Regions from separate parts of the Mus musculus genome. Here all the other regions are linked to region 1. Evidence: chromatin contacts called from public HiCAR-type and promoter capture Hi-C data. All regions are on one chromosome and are shown on one strand. Each heading gives the region's core, a stretch centred on a gene start, on an enhancer-like site or on the middle of the called end of the contact. The rest is flanking DNA. Distances are from core to core; before and after follow the strand shown. Region 1 holds the start of Rgs9bp (regulator of G-protein signalling 9 binding protein). Region 2 holds the start of Pop4 (processing of precursor 4, ribonuclease P/MRP family, (S. cerevisiae)). Region 3 holds the start of Zfp536 (zinc finger protein 536).

Region 1 (2,810 bases), core at 205-2,704:
ACAACCCCACACCTTAACAAAATTGTCTCGTCTAAAACAGAATGAGTGCTACCAACCAGCGTGAGGGCACCAAACTTGGGACATACGTCTTAACCCATCAAACTCAGAGGGACCTGGGGTCACTGTGGACCGATTTCTATTAATAGGAGGTAAAGCTCCTACAGACATTAGAGGTAATGGCCTGGCCGCCCTGTGCTGTTAACTCCTCTTGGGCCAGCATGTTAAAAAACAAAACACGTTTTGCCCAGGCAGAGGTGGGCTTTGAAAGGATCATGTTCATATGCACACATTCAGGCTCACTACCTCTCTCCTTAACGGTTCAAACCCGAAGCCCATGCCCTGGAAAGAAAAGGGGCAGCGGACGACCGTTGGATATCAGTCAGCTCAGCTTTGCCACACATAAGGCGAGGGCCACAGCCACCAACAGCACGGCGCTGAAAACGGTGGCAGCCAGGGCCTTGCTGGGGTCGCAGGGGCCCGCGCGCTCCTCTACCGAAATGCCACCGGCTGAGGACGCGCCGGCACTGGCACCGGACAGGAGTTCGGCGCCTGCCGCTTGTCGCGCCTGTACAGTCCAGCGGGGCACGTTGACTTTCATTTCCATGTCGTCAATCATCTCGCCCACCTGGAGGACTTCGCGCTCCAACTGGGGCAGATCGGCGACATCGAAGTCGCTCTCCGCTTCGTGCCGCAGGCTGCGGGCGCTCAGGGCGCGCGCAGCTACAGCAGAGGAGCCGCCCGTCACCCCAGTGCGAACAAGTGGCCGGCGCGGCGCGTGCAGCGGGAAGGTGGCTCCCAGCGCTAGTGCGCGCTGCATGTCGGCTTCGAGCAGGTCCAGGCAGCCTGAAAAGGCCACCCAGAGCCGCTCAAACTCCGCGCGCTCCTCGGTAGCTAAGCTCCGGTCCCGGAGCGCGACGGTCAACCGGGCGCCGGTGGCCACGGCCAGCTCCCGCGCCTTCTGGCGGGTCTTCTGCAGCTCTTCGCGTAGGTCCTGAGTGTCCGCGGAGCCGCCCACAGTAAGCACTAAGTGATGGTAGCACGCTGTGGTCTTGTTGAGCGCGTCCAGCAGCGCCTTGCACTCCTCTCTGGCCATGGCGCTGCCCTCCGGCGGTACCCTACTTGCAACCTTCAACGTCGTAGGTCGCCTCCAGCCCTGATGCCAGCCTTGAGCAGGGCGGACTGAAAGCTCCTCATGTCCTCGCCGCTGTTCTCAACAGAGCTCTCCAGGGACCCTTGAGGTGCGCCTCCGGCGTCCCCACGGCTGGGGTAGTCTGGTTAGCTTCTCCCCATCCGCTCCTCCATTTCCCCCAGACGCGCTCCGGGTCACGCGTAGTGTCTTTGCACCACTTTCTTTTTCACGGCGGCTCCCTGAGAAGCCCAGAGTGAAGACCCCATCCTTGATCGACCCCAAGTCTCCAAGACGAGCCGCGCGCCTTAGCCCCGGCCAAGGGCAGCAGGATCCAGTTTCCTAGGACACGCCTCCAGCCACCAGTCCAGGCCCGGGGCTTCCTCCGCCCGCCCCCCCCGCCCCCTCCCCGCCCCCGGGCCAGGGGTAGGCGGGGCCCAGCCCAGGTAGATCAAGTGTGGCTTTCCCTCTTCTCCCTACCATGATAATTCTGGAACCTTAGCGCCCTACAAATTCAAGGTTTTTTTTTTTCCTACTTTGCAGACGAGGAAAAGTGAGACTCGGTAGAAAGAATGCTTAGCTTATCGCAGCCCATGCTAGTGAAGGGAAAGGACCAAGGGACTAGACCCTGTAGGCAACAGAGTAGGGTGGCTCGGAAGTCTGGGCACCTCCAGTTTGCATCACCAGTAGCACGGGCGATCGACCGGGTAGGATTGTTACTTAGTTGGAGCTCTCTTCTTCATCACAGTCTAACCCCATTTCAGGGGCCCAGCTTGGACCCCACCCCTAATATCAGATCTTCCTTAGGTCCCGCCTCTCGAATTCTGGGCACGCGCACTCCCTGGTTCTGGGCGGGGCTAGCTTGAGTAGGAAGCGCGGAGTCGCCTGGGCCCCACCTCCGACTGAACTAGACTTAATGATTGCTCTGTTTACGTGTCAGTCTCGACTAAAACGACCTCTTATTGGACAGACTGGAGCAGGGTTCCGCCCAACGGCGGAGTAAAGAGGTAGGCTGAAGAGTGGAGCCACCGCACCCGGGTGGTGGGCACTCAGGTCCCAGCCCAGGGTCCGGGAGGTGCTGTCGTAGCACAGAGGTGAAACTATGTAGCCTCTTAAGTAAGTGTCTTCTGCGGGTATCCTCCAGCGCCTCCCTACTCTGGGGAACGCCGAGGTCGGGCGGGGCCTGGGAGAGGAAGGGGGAGGGGTTCCCTGCACTGAAGGGGAGCCCCAGGCTGGGCTGATGGGCCCCAGGGGCCCGGACCCGTGGCGGGCTGAGCCTCCCAGCTCTCCCGTTCCTCTGCGGTCCGCATCGCGGCGCGCACGTTGTCCACTAGGTCCAGAGGGATGCCTAGGCGGCGCGGAGAATGCATCTGTTCCTGTGGCACCACGGCAGGCCTGGGTCCCCCGGAGCTGGGACTTGGGGCAGTGGGCAGAGCTGTCGCTCCCAGGCCATGTGGCCTGGGAGGTTTTCCGGTGACCAAACTGAGGGAGGAGGCTGTGTGTTCAGATCCTGGTCTAGGCCAGCTGATTGAGTTTCCGCCGGGGCTGAAAGTGGAAAGGGTATCCCTGCCTGCTTTACACGTGGCGAGGTCCTCTCGTCCTGTATGTAGAGAAGACTTATGGAAAACTCAGGTACCCAGAGACGTACAACCACACAGAGTGTGTTCGGTTTCTTGGTTGAAAA
Region 2 (2,810 bases), core at 183-2,682, 2.7 Mb after region 1:
TAGTCTTTTTCCAAACTCTACATACTATCTTCATGATGATGAAACCTCTTTAAACCTCCACAATCCTGTTTCTTATTTGTTTGGAGGCAATCATCATGGTGGCACTGGGGCAGAGACTACAGGAGTAAATGGGAAAAGGAAGGGCCCATGACCAGAAAGTGCAGTTCACACTACACCCTATACACTGCACTTCTGAGCTGGGTGTGGCGGCACACATGGTTGATCCATCCCATTACTTGAGAGGTAGAGGCCGAGCTGGTTCACACGGTGAGCTCCAGGCTAGTCAGGAGTACATAGCTGACTTTATCCCAACAGCAACAATAAGAAACAAACAAACAAACAAACAATCCATCTCTGTCTCCCTGAGTATATGCTTGACCCAAGCAAACAAACCAAGGTACCACAAGTTTTATATACAGAATCTAGCTCTCTCTTGAACAATGGATCAAGATTGAACTTTATTGTGATAAACATGCAGGGGCTGGAATCCCAGGAAGAACTTTGTTTTATTTACCCCAGATGCCTCGCATCAAAGTTGAAAGTCTTTCTGCAACATGCAGTAGGTGTGGGACACTCACAGCTTGTCAAGCGGTTGGTTGAGTGAGTGTGCATATATATTATCTTAATGTCATTAATCTTTCTAAGCAATTTTTAACAGTAGCTCTTCTTTGTTATGCACATAATAAAGTGGTAGCTGAGACACGCTAAGAAACTTGTTCTCAGACAAAAAGGGCATGAATCACCAAATCAGAGGCAATATCTTTACCTCTCTCCTCTAGTACTGCCCCAGTGCTTGGCTGCCCTTCTGGGCACAGCTCTTTTCGGCTCAAATTCCAAAGCCTTAGGTGTACGATACTGCCCCTCAGCAGCTTTTTACAGGGGCAAGGGTGAAAACCAGGTGGCAGAGGGGTGCAGGTCCTTGACAGAAGTTATACGGGAAGGTAGTAGCTAGGTCCGGTCAAGAACTTGGACCCATCTCTTCTAGTTCCCCCGAGAGGCCCCTGAGGAGAGCACACAAACTCGATCCTGACATTTATTCCTAGCTAAGAGACTGAGACGGCGGATTCAGACTCCGGGCCTCCATTTCTTTTGTGTACTAAGGTAATTCCCTGGAAGTTGCCTTAGGACTCTGTTGAGACAGGTATCCCTGATTCATTTCCCAAGCCAACTTCTAGTTCCGAGGTTCTATATTCCCACCCCGGCCCCGCTCCGCGTCCCTCATCCCACTTACCCTTCATTGTCGGCCAGCTTCCGGAGCTCTCTGGCGATGTCTCCTTCAGGCCTCACTCATTCCTTTCCTTTCTTCGCTTTGTTCAGCGGCTTTCTCCCGCCGGGACGCTGCTTTTTTGTTTAAAATTCCACTGGAAAAATCCGATAAGCCCAAGAGACAATTAACAAAGTGCACGGACTTGCTCCACCCTGCGTCAGGGGATGGCGACCAGATTTCGGATCGGGCGCCTCTCTGACGTCATTGACGCGACGGCATCTGTGTGCGTCCGTCACTGGCACAGGCTCTGTGGTTGAGAGAGGAGCGGATTTTGCGGGTCTGCTGTGGTGTTCAGTATGCAAGTGTCTGTAACTGGAGTAGTCGTGTTGGGGGGTCAGGATTAATGAAATGTAGCGAGAGCAAGCTGCCATAGAGAGGACGCGAGGGAGATTGGGGACGAGGGAGGGCACAAGTTGGCCGGGGATATCGGCGGTAACGACTGTGGGATTCCTTTTTTTTTTTTTTTAAGCAAGAGGCTTACAGTGTTGCCCTGGGTAATCTAGAATTTACTCCCGAGAATACTAGTCATATTTTGTACTGGTGGCCGGGGGTATTTAGTCCTGTTTCTGCTACTAAATACTTTTATGACCTCGTTCAAAGGTCTTTTTCCTATTAGTAAAGAAAAAGAGTAGGTTTATTTGCTATCGGATGCAAGAAGGTAGAGACGTGTAGTTAGTGTAGCTAGTATAACAAAAGTTACATTTTATTATGCAAACGGTCATTTCATAGGTTCACCCCCTAAATTCCTAACTACCTAAGCCTATCTCCCCAAGGCTACCCTCCTGTGTGACTTATCTTAGCTGAAGGTCAGGTCCAGTCTCCAACAGAAGTTTTTGATTGGAGTGTCAGATTACTCTCCAGCCGCAGGGCAGATGAAGGTGGCTTCTCTTCAGTTGTGCAGAGCAGAGCATTGCTCTTGGTGCCCACTAATACACTGTCCACTGGGTGTCATGGGGTTCTAGGACTGTGTCTAGTTGTCTTGAGTGATGTAACTGGGTTCTGGTTATCAGGTGCTGCCTTGGGTGTACTGGGGTTCCTTAATTAAACGTTTTACATGGGGTTCCTTAGTTAAACGTTTTACATGTCTAAAAGGCACCTATCTTCTTCTTCTTCTCTCTCTCTTTCTTTCTTTCTTTCTTTCTTTCTTTCTTTCTTTCTTTCTTTCTTTCTTTCTTCTCTTTCTTCTCTCTCTCTCTCTCTCTCTCTCTCTCTCTCTCTCTCTCTCTCTCTCTCTCTCTCTCTCCCTCCCTCCCTCCCTCCCTCCCTCCCTCCCTCCCTTCCTTTCTTTCCTGTGCTCATTGCATCTTACCCCATTGGTCTCAAAATGTTTGCTCTTTTAAAAAATTGATTCTTTTTCACTGAAGACAGTGTCCCAGACACTTGCTTTGTGGTCTAGGCTGAGCTTGAAAGTGCAACATTCCTGCCTGGCCTTCTGGAGCATTGGAATTTATAGTCTATCTTATTATATCCAGTCTAGAAGGCATTCTTCAGACTTGGAACATTAGTGTCTGTCATTATGATAAAAGACAAAAGTGATTCTCAA
Region 3 (2,810 bases), core at 97-2,596, 2.2 Mb after region 1:
TGGTCAGGTTGGGGTGGGGGATGCTAATTCCTAGGGCGCCGTGTCCTGATTGTCGGGGAGCTGGGCAGAGTGCTATCATTACCAACAACTCAGCCAGGCGGGTAATGGTGAGATCAAGAGACATTTGCACCGCTATCAGGATGACATCATAGCTAAAGCAGCCTTCAGCCAAAGCCCTAGGCTCTCTTAGAGTAGAGGCCAAAGGGCTATGGGGGGAGGTGCCCCCCCCCCGCAACTCCCAGAGCTGGAAGCTGAGTCTCAGGCCCCTGCCATGCAGGGTGGTGGGCCTTGCCCACAGCCAAGTTCCCAGGCAGGCCCAGAAATGGGAAAGACAGCTGGAGTCTTCTCCAACGCAATCTACTTTCCCCCTCCATCCTGCTCACTGCAAATAATACTACTAATAATAACATAGTATGCATTTTTTTCAACAATTTGAAATTGTGAAGCCATTTCCCTGACCAGGGTGGAGCCGGCATGCCATGCCCGCAGCTACATCTCTGCTGTAGAATTGATAGCATTTCCAACCGAATTGTCAATCTGTTGGTGGTGACCCTCTCTTAGGCAAAACAGCTCTCACTCCATTTTTTTCAAGCAATAGAAACAGAGGACGCTGAAGGGGAAGGCAGACTGGAAAGGAAGCCTTCCTACTCTTGTTTTGGTTGCTTTTCTTCCTTTTAAAGCCCAGCAAAACACAGGGGCGCACACGCGAGCGCACGCACACCCTGAGACACAAACCTTAGAATAATGGGGGAGGCATTTGGCGACAAACTGCATCAGCGGCGCGGCGCGACAGGCAACCAACCCCGCTCACTCGCAGCTCAGCTCTCCAAGCCGCGGCAGCGACGGTGGCGGTGGCGGCGGCGACAGAGACCCGTCACCCTCCCAAAGAACCCCTATGCTCAACTCTCAACTGTGTCCCCAAGATCTCCTCTTCAGGCTCGCCTCAACTATGCGCGTGGCCCAGTCACCTCACCTCGCCGGAAAAGTGGAGAGACAGGGTTGGGAGTTGTGTTTAAAAAAAAAAAAAAAAACAGCAAAAAAACAAAACAAAACAAAAAGTTCCTCGAACATCCAGCCCAGCAGATGCAATTCTCCCGCCCGCTGCACACTCTCCCCGAGCCGGCCGGGCACTCGCCCCCAGCACTGCGCCCTCACCTCGGGGCGCGCGGAGGGCACCGCAGGGCACTTACTTGGCACTTGCTTTTGAGTGTGCAGGTCGTCGCGGTTTTCACTTGGGTTTTCAAATAAGTTTCAGGGAGGAAGGAGGCAAAAAAAAAAATCCAATTATGCAAATGGACTCCGGCCGGGGGAGGCGCGCGTTGAATCTGACGCTGCTACTGTATGAGTTCTTGGAGCAGCCCCGGCCCGGCAGATTTATGGGGGCGCGTCACGGCTACGCCAGGTCCCGCCGCCGGAGCATCTCGAAGTTAATTAAAGCGGTAATGTCCACTTTCCTGGCGACCCTCCGTGCGTGGGTTTACTATTTCACCCTCCAACACGACCCAGGAGGGGACACTGATGTGCCCCCCACGCCCCTCTTCTTTCTCTCTTCTTCCCCCTCTTCTGCCTCTCTCTTTCTCTCCCTCCTTTTTCCTCTCTTTAAGTCGCCTGCTTTGCACTCAGTGAACAATGAACAAAGATGTGAGTGATGGGGAAAGATCGCCCCCCTCCCAGCCCAAGCAGTGAGCGAAGCTGGTCTCAAAGTCAAAATCCAGTTGTTAAAAACTGAGAAAGAAAACCAGGGTCTCCACGCTAAGCTCCCTTTCTACACACACGTACACACGCACGCACACATATGAGCAAGCACACCCCACCCCAAGTTCACCTAAGCCCTGCCTGGAGACCTAGGGACCGTGGGGGAAAAGCCAAGGCCCCGGCGCGCGGGGATGCCCAACTCGCGGTGGACACGAGGGGACAGCAGGGACAGGGGAGCTGTGCTCGCTCCGGCCAAGATCATTTCCCGCGCCCCTCCCAGTCTACTGCCCCCACCACTACCCACCGGCCCCCTCCCAACGTCTACACCGAGAGGCCTGGCCCCACGGCCCCGCTCCGGCTGCAGCCGGCCGGATGCGCTCAGCAAACGCGGCCCCTGTCGGATTTCTGCTAAACTGCAGAGCGGCGGCGGCGACTGCCCAGAGAAGCGCAGGAGGAACCCAAGGCCAGCTCGGCGCGCACTCACCCTGCTAGCCCGCTAGTCCTAAAGCCGGTGCCCCGGGCCGCCCACCCGCGCGCACCTCAGAGGATGCACACGCACAGCGCGCTCGAGCCCCGCAGGCAGGGACCGCACGTAGCCGCCGTTATTTTCCGCTCAAGTGAAAACTAAGGCGGCTGACGAATCACGTCTCCTGCGAGGCACCCGTTAGACAAAACAATATCCTGCAAACAAAACCCGGCCACCGCTGCCACCCGCGCGCCAGGCCGGGACCCCGCCCTGCTCCTCCCAGGCCCCAGCCCCTGGCTTCTGCCCGCACCGACCCCAGCCTTCCAGGCTTGCATCCTTCCAGGAAAGAACTCGGGGACTTGAGTGTGCGCTCACCAAGAGGCGGACAAACAGGAAGGACTCACAAACCGGGAGTGAAAAATGGGGGCCACTTAACTTTCCACCTGTCCCTAGAGAAACCTTGCGGGGAATTTTCTCCGAAGAGTTGGTCTCTCTCTCTCTCTCTCTCTCTCTCTCTCTCTCTCTCTCTCTCTCTCTCTCTCCTTTTCTCTCTCTAACTTCCACAGCGCTAATTTCCACCTTCCCTCACTTCTCATACCTTCATGTATGTGGAGATAATCTATATTGTAATTGTTTGCAAAATTGCAAC

What was found. Promoter capture Hi-C pulls out the DNA fragments that hold promoters and counts their contacts. HiCAR-type assays count read pairs that join an accessible place to other places.
Region 2: a contact with region 1 is called in a HiCAR-type map of astrocytes, with 6 times the contacts expected there. The contact joins the promoter of Pop4 here to the promoter of Rgs9bp in region 1. A contact is called at or near these places in 2 of 39 promoter capture datasets (embryonic stem cells and hippocampal neurons), 1 of 115 datasets of contacts at active chromatin or transcription factors (astrocytes) and 1 of 9 other capture datasets (adipose tissue).
Region 3: a promoter capture Hi-C map of hippocampal neurons shows a contact between it and region 1, with 6 times the contacts expected there. The contact joins the promoter of Zfp536 here to the promoter of Rgs9bp in region 1. A contact is called at or near these places in 1 of 39 promoter capture datasets (hippocampal neurons) and 2 of 115 datasets of contacts at active chromatin or transcription factors (astrocytes and neural tube).

Annotation. Positions count from the first base shown.
Region 1 is chr7:35,584,128-35,586,937 of GRCm38.p6, forward strand. Rgs9bp (regulator of G-protein signalling 9 binding protein) reads right to left here and starts at 1,455. Exons shown (of 1, transcript NM_145840.3): 1 at 1-1,455. The coding sequence starts at 1,093. The coding sequence ends at 380. It overlaps Ankrd27 (ankyrin repeat domain 27 (VPS9 domain)), which reads left to right and starts at 2,120. Exons shown (of 29, transcript NM_145633.3): 1 at 2,120-2,242.
Region 2 is chr7:38,269,916-38,272,725 of GRCm38.p6, forward strand. Pop4 (processing of precursor 4, ribonuclease P/MRP family, (S. cerevisiae)) reads right to left here and starts at 1,433. Exons shown (of 7, transcript NM_025390.4): 1 at 1,232-1,433. The coding sequence starts at 1,238.
Region 3 is chr7:37,768,406-37,771,215 of GRCm38.p6, forward strand. It overlaps Zfp536 (zinc finger protein 536), which reads right to left and starts at 1,347. Exons shown (of 6, transcript NM_172385.2): 1 at 1,191-1,347.